Regions from separate parts of the Hordeum vulgare genome. Here region 2 is linked to region 1. The links are chromatin contacts, called in public Hi-C maps. All regions are on one chromosome and are shown on one strand. Each heading gives the region's core, a stretch centred on a gene start, on an enhancer-like site or on the middle of the called end of the contact. The rest is flanking DNA. Distances are from core to core; before and after follow the strand shown. Region 1 has its middle 120 kb from the start of LOC123448622. Region 2 holds the start of LOC123448623.

What was found. Hi-C and Micro-C count contacts between places; a contact is called where the count stands out from the background.
Region 2: a Hi-C map of leaf shows a contact between it and region 1, with 2.9 times the contacts expected there. The contact joins the promoter of LOC123448623 here to the enhancer-like site in region 1. A contact is called at or near these places in 4 of 6 Hi-C or Micro-C datasets (leaf and seedling).

What each region holds. Positions count from the first base shown.
Region 1 is chr4H:358,974,029-358,977,666 of MorexV3_pseudomolecules_assembly, forward strand. No RefSeq gene overlaps it. Among protein-coding and RNA genes, the nearest start is that of LOC123448622, 120 kb to the left of the region's middle. Within about 2 kb of position 1,738, at least 2 of the 3 cell types and tissues checked have open chromatin away from gene starts, as enhancers often do. A contact at or near this core is called in leaf, where this site is marked.
Region 2 is chr4H:359,187,638-359,191,290 of MorexV3_pseudomolecules_assembly, forward strand. It overlaps LOC123448623, which reads right to left and starts at 1,508. Exons shown (of 28, transcript XM_045125576.1): 1 at 1,219-1,508; 2 at 957-1,140; 3 at 696-847. The coding sequence starts at 1,365.

The DNA of each region.
Region 1 (3,638 bases), core at 488-2,987:
CGCTTTTAGACTATTTGTTATCTCTAGTAGTGGACATGTAATAACTCCATGTTTCGTTAACCAGTAATGTACAAAATTTCTAGGGGTAGCGAACTCTATATAAGCACTCATGACATCTGGTTACCATTTCAAAACTATATGTACCAGTAAAACTATACACAAGAACAATCTTTCTTGAGAACACGAATAGGAATTTTACATCCACACACATAGGGGACTACACTTGTATATGCCTTTTGTCGCCCTCTTGCGATTCGCTATATCAAGCCTCGTTGCCGCCCCTCTCTTACTATCATATTTCACACCACAAGAGCTCACACGCACTATGGGGATGCGCATCTTGTGATCCATGTTGCAGGTGATTTCTTCTTCATTTTCTAGTGATGGGATGATCCCGGGGAGCGTCGTCCTTTTTTCTCCGATCAGCTTCATCACCAACGATTCGACGTGGTATCTTGATGCCTCATCGAACTGCGACGCCTTGCCTACTCGCGGTTGAATGCAATACTGCACCAATGATTCTGGTGTGTTGATCCTCTAAGAGTCGGTTTTGTACAATGTTGCTCGACTGCTCGCCACACGAAATCACAGGAAGAAGCACTCTAGCAAGCTGTGTCCTCATCATCGCGTCGGACGGCTACAGAACAGCAGGTATCTATGAACCATCCTTTGGAATCTGTCCATGACTGTTATTCATGTCCAATCTACCACCTAGGGATGTAGTTGACATGTTTGCTGCGAAGGATGCTGATGCATAGAAAAACTAATGAGTGTGATGTAGGTCGCGGTGAAGCCCGTGTCGGCGGTGGATCTCATGGTGGTGCCACCGATCTCGCTCAGGAGAAATAGCCGTGATGGATCGGGAAGCAGAGCTGACCCTACAAACCCTAATTGATAAGCCAACTCTAGAAGGTTTACAACTTGATATTGCCCATTTGGCCACATTTGGCACGATAAGCGCTAAATACCACTTGCCCCAGCTTCTCACTGGTCCATTTAACACTCACATTTAACACTTGACTTCTAAAACAACGCTCTTTTATTTGAATTTTTGTTGTAGAATTTTAGAAACCTTTACTAAAGTGAGTCATTCAAAGTAAGTTCTGATCTTGAAAAAAGTTTATAAGATTAAAAAAATCATGAAACTAAATAATGTTCAAGAATTGAAGAAAACTGCTCACTCATCCTTAAAAACTAGCAAAATTTGGAAAATGATTTGTTCTAAAAATTGTTCATCATTTAAAAAATGAATTTGAAAAGTCACAACATTTAAAGAGGTTTGTCCATTTTAGAAAATTGTACATGGATTTGAATAAATGTTCACGAACCTGAAAAATTTCAAGAATTTATAAATACTTCGCTGGTTTGAAAAATGTCGAAAAAAGGAAAACTTCTACAAATTTAAAAATTGCTCATGATTTTACAAAGTTCATTAAATTAAAAAAAGAAGTTCATGAGATTAGAAATAAAACATGTAAAGGAAAAAATAAAAAAATGAGAACGTAAAAAGGAAAAATAAAACAATGGAGAAAAAATATATCAAAGAAAAAATAAAAATAAGAAAAGGAAATAAACAAAACCCACAAACCCAAATGAAATCAGCCTAAAAAACCAGGGGAAGCTTCTAGAAGGTTCCCTAAACCAGTGGTGGTAGATGTGAACTATGGATCGTTCTGCTCAGAACATAGTGAAAGCAAAGTGGTCGTAAATTTGGCGCATCAAGCGCCAAATAGCATTTGTCGTCCTCCGTAGCGGTTAAAGCGCCAAGAGGAGAATCACCGCCCACAAGCCCCATGACGTGGGATGGCCCAAGATCCCCCGAGCGCTTGCTTTGCCTCATTTACTCACTCGCTCACGAGAGCTCATCTTTTTCTTTTTACGACAAATATTCTGCTGTTGCTTGCTGTCCGAGAAAATAAGTGTACGGTTTTACTAAAAAAATTGAGACAATATGGAAAATCAAAAAAGTTCAGAGATTAAAAAAATGAATTTGAAAATTCTTCATGAAATTTAAAAGAATGGAATTAAAAAAAAGATCATGAAATTGAAAAAATATTGTTAATTTCAAAAATGTTCATGAATATGAAAAAACATGAATGCCATCGAAAGGCATTCATGAATTTGGAATAACTTAGCAAAGTTGAAACAAGGCTTGTGAATTTTAAAAACACGAACATAAAAAAAGTTGACAAATTTTAAAGTACTGATTAATTTGGGAAAAGTTCACATATTGGAAATTGTTCAAACATTTAAAATTGTTCGTAAGTTTTTCAAAATAACCACGAAATAATTTGTTTTCATAAATTTGTTTTTTCAGAAGTTTTGAAAATTGTTCATTACTTTAACAAAACTTCATGAGTTATAAAAGTGTGCTAAAAATTTAAATACAAAAATAAGAAATAAAACAAGCTGAAAACCGAACAAAAACACAAAGAAAACAGTTTTTTGTTTGTTTGGGAGCTTCCTATAACCGGAGAAACGGAAAGCTATCATGGGCTGGCCCATCGAAAACAGCATTAATTTTTTGAAATCATTAATTAAGGAATTTACATTTCAAAGATCACTCTCACCTTTCCACATGTAACAAGTGGCGCACTGCATGCGCTTCACTTTGTCGCAACATGAAACTTTTCCCTTTTTTCATAGATTTATATTTTCAAAATATTTTATCTCCTAAACCGTGCGTCCAAATTTCGAACCGTTTTCATCGTTGAGTTTTTGCGCGGAGATATTGAAAAGTAGATCCCACGTTTATATATTTTGACGAACCTTTTTTCTTTCAAAAAAATCAGACCAAAAAAACCATGCCTCTTGCGATAGGGAAAAAACAAAAAACGTGTTTTTTTCTTTCACATAGGCATGCTCGTGCCTCCGATGAAGACAAAACCGTGCCTCTTGGAAAAACAAAATTGTGCCTTTCACGTAAAAAGAATTGTGTTTTTCCCTTGTCCTGGATGCAAGAGGATGCCTCTCATGAAGGCAAAATGGTGTCTCTCCACAAGCAAAACCGTGTCTCTTATGGAAAAAAAAGAAAGTGAGTATTTTTCCTTTCCAAGAACCACGAACGTGCCTCTCGCGAAGGAAAAAAGTGCGTCTCGCGGAAGCAAAACCGTGCCTCTCGCAAAAAAAAACAGAAAATACGACTTTTTTTCCGTTTTCGAGAGGCAAAAAAAAGATTTTTGCCCTTTTTGTGAAATTAGTTTTTTGTCAAAAAACTAAGGAAGACCGTGAAAACCAAAGCACCAAAAAAATTGGAAAAAACCAATATAAAAGGTCAAAAACACGTGTGGAAAAATAAAAAAGAAATCCGAAGGGAGCGTACAGAACGTGACACGTGACGGCAGCTGAGAATGCGCCAAGTGGCAGCGCGTGGGAGTTCTCGTTGCGAGGCTTCCGAAGGAACGCTCGCTAACTAGTGGCTCCCCAGATTTCCGACGTGTGCGCTCGCTATGAAAAATACCGGAACTCCTATCGACCTCGTTGAGCATGAGGTAGCTCAGGTTTCGCATAGGGAACATGGGGTTCACGGGCTTAGTGGGCCGTGCGTGTGATTCTTGTTTTTTTTTCTTTCAGGTTTTCTATTTTTCATTTTATTTCCTTTTTGTTTATTTCTTTTCATTTTTTTACCTTTTCTATTT
Region 2 (3,653 bases), core at 258-2,757, 210 kb after region 1:
GGCAAGTAAACTTGGTTACTTGGATCCCGGTTATGTATAAATCTACATTAATTCAATAACATCGCTACTTCCAAACCAATTTTTTGAAAGATTGCAATAGTTATGTGGTTGACTGGACCAGGAAGCTCAAGAAGCAGCAAAAACATAATGCACCAAACAGTAAGATAACAATACACCCGCAGTACTTGGCCTACTGAAACAGTGGTGCGTGTTTAAGAAATGTTTCCAAAGATGTAAGCATGGTGTTTGACAAGTTAACTGATTGCAATTTTCTCGTAACCAACATTGTATATCTCTAGTAGTAGACTCGAGAGGAAACACAAGAGGGAATGTATAAATATATACATCTCAATTCAGGACTCGGGACCAGGACACTGAAGAGAGATATTTCTATGAGACCCTGAATACATCCTAAAGTGATGTAAGAGGAACCAGCAATTCAGCAAACATATTGGTTGGAATATCAGGGGTTTCATGTAACGGTGTACAAATACACACTTGAGACTGAAATGAAATGCTTTCACTAAAAAAGATTGTTTGCCAAAACAAACTATTCTTAGATGGAAGAAGAGGTTTAACAGCACGGGTTTTGCTATTGATGATATTGGCACGAAATTATGTTGCAAGTGCACAGAAAAAAGGGAACTCAAATCAATTCGATTTGATGAGTAAAAAGAGATAGAAAGAAGACGCACCGTGGCATACTGTGAGATTAGTCTACACCAGGGCTCCTGGCGCCTGCTGCCCAGTGCCCCCTGGCGTTTATTGGATGTGGCCTTGGCCGACAAATCATTGGCCCTCTTCAACATGGCGGATAAATCTTTGCCAGTGGCGCCACGCTTTTGCCCTGCGCAAGCGAGAAAAATCATCAGACCATAAGCGGTCTGAAGGCCCCAGCCGAAAAGGGGCAGTCTTTGGGCGCCACCAGACCATAATCCAAAAGGGGAGACTCGTACCGTCCGAATTCGACGCCGCCTCCCCTGACCTCAGGAAGGCCTCCAGCCTGTCCATGGCGCCGGTGAGAGCCTGCAGGCCGGTGGTGTCCGGCGGTGCGACCGGCGGACCGGTGGCGATAGCAGCCTCGGACGCATCTGTCGCCGGCGCCGCCGTCTTGGTTGTATCCTCTTCGGCCGCCGTAGCCTGCGAAGAACAAGAGCGTTGTGTGATGAGCAAGATAGGATCAAGGCGGGCGCGGCGCATGCAGGGGGAGATCCGGACCTTGGCGCGCTTGCCGGGCCTGCGGGCGCCCGACGACTGGGCCTCGGCCCCCGGCGCCTGGTCCGCCGGCGGCGGCGGCGAGCCCTTGTCGTCGTCGTCGTCGTCCGAGGGGCGCTTGGCCGCGGCGCTCCGCCTGGTGTCGACCATCGTCCCTGGTCCCCTGTGGTGGGATCGGCGGGCGTGGAGAGGAGAGGAGACGAGAGGAGACGAGACGAAAGCAGGCAAGGAAGGAAGGAACCAAAACGTTTGCGTTGTTGCGTCGCGGAGAGAAAAAAGCAGGCAGAGAGGAAATTGAAGGGGCAAATATAATACTAGTAGTACGATAATAGACGGCGCCGCGGCGACCACCAATGATACGGCAGCGGCGCGACAGGTTAGACTGTGCTATCGAGGGTCGGCGCGCGATTTGGGGTGACCAACAGGGGCCTCCTGGTCAGTTTTATCTGCCAATATAGGTACCGTTGGAGGACGGTCCGGTCCGTTCCGTTCCGTTCCCTCAACATTGCGTGCGGAGGAGTTATTGGCGGTTACGTAGGGGGTTCATAACGTTAAAACGGGAAAGTTAAGTGATTCGATTCGATTTTAGAGCAAGTACAATAAGTTACAGTCAGCAGGCTGTAAGGATTAAAATACTATATTTTTGCTGAGTTGGATGAGAGAGAAGAGGAGAGAGAAGAGAAGCGGGCTCTTCGTAAAGAGCCAGCTCTAGCACGTGCTCCTAGGTGCTTTGTGAGGATGAAAGGTGGGCCATATATGACAAAAGTAGTACTCTTTTATAGCTAAGTATTGTACAAGCTAGCTATAAAACGGACTATAAGACTGCTTATAGCCAGCGATTGGCTATACTATTAACCATGCTCTTAGGAGCTCTCGTTTCGGCTCCCTGCCTGTTTCCGGACGTTGACCTTGCCTCTCTTTCTTTCTTTCGTTTTTTTACTTTTGCCACACAATACCGATTTTTTGTTCAAAAAGGACCCTTAACCGAGTCTATTTGTCGGAAAGGACCATCTCTAAACGAAAGTAGCAGAAAAGACCCTCACCCACCGTGGCGGCTCGCGCGCCAGGCGAAGCGCGTCACCTGCCGCCACCGCCCGAGGCGGCTGGGGCCTACCGCCACGACTCGAAGCGGCCGATAGGGTTTCCGTTATAGCCCCCGCACTCGACGGAACGGGCGCAGCTGTGGGGCCCTGCCGCCACCGCCCGAGGCGGCAGGTACTGTTTCCTCGCGCCGAAAGTGGCGCTGGCCGGCGCTCATTTGAGGTTGTCAGGAATCTATCACATGCTCATTTTTCCCGTCCATTATTTCGCCAGCAGGGAACCTCTTCACGCCATATTTTCCCGCCTACACATCCGCCTAAGCCTATAAAAGAAGGCACTGAAACACTCTTCGCCAGCATCCAGCCACACTTCGCCTTAATGTGTCACACTTCTTTCGTATTCAGCATGAGTTTGCCTTGTTTGGATCAAAGCATTAGGCCTAGGAAAATGAAGAGTGCGAACTTGCCTCGGGGGGTGGAAGTACTGCGTTGTTGGTGTGGTGATCTCTGCAAGGTGAACGAGATGACGGATTTTTCAGATTAGTTGGGCATGGAGTTTTTCATGTGCGCCAATTATGAGGAAGATCCAATCGTTGCTCCTTCAGCATACATCAGTCCTCCGGTATGTTTCAGTCATCAAGAATAAACACGTTGTAGATATTATTGTTAGCTTGATATATATATTTATATTTTTTTTGTAGTCTCCTCCTCCTCTGTGCATGTACTATCGTTGGATCGACACGAAAATGCCGGACAGGGCAGTGACTGAGATTCGTGAAAGAGGTCGTCGTGCATGGGCTAGTTTGGACTTGGAAGAGCATCGAGCGAAGGCTGAAGCAGAGAAGAAAGCAGAGGATAAGAGAGGTGGGAAGAATACTGTGTGGAGCAGAGGGCTTTTATTGATGAGATGATCAGGAAAAGCGAAGAAGAGAAACTTCAACTGGCTGAGGTTTACAGACAGCGGCAGGAGGCCCGTGATGATAAAAGGGAGAGAAAGAAAGAAAGGGCTCGTGCGGCCAAGGCAGCAGAAGAAGATCGTGATGAAAAAGGAAAATATTCACGTTGGACTCAGTAGATTTATTTTATTGTTTCTTAATTTTAGTCGGTTGTATCTTAATTTCTGCAAGTTGTATCTTAATTTCGACAAGTTGTATCTTATTTTCAGCAATGTATCTTAATTTCGGCAAGTTGTATCTTAATTTCGGCAAGTTGTATCTTCATTTCAGCAATGTGTATTTTAATTTCAGCTACGTGTATCTTTATTTTATCATGTTAATTTCAACAAGTTGCCTCGCTTTCCCGCCATTTCTTTTCCGTCTCGCTTTCCCGCCGAGTACCAAGGCCAATATTGCTGCATCGTCGAAGGACAAGAGCGCAACATCGACGAATGCCAAGAGT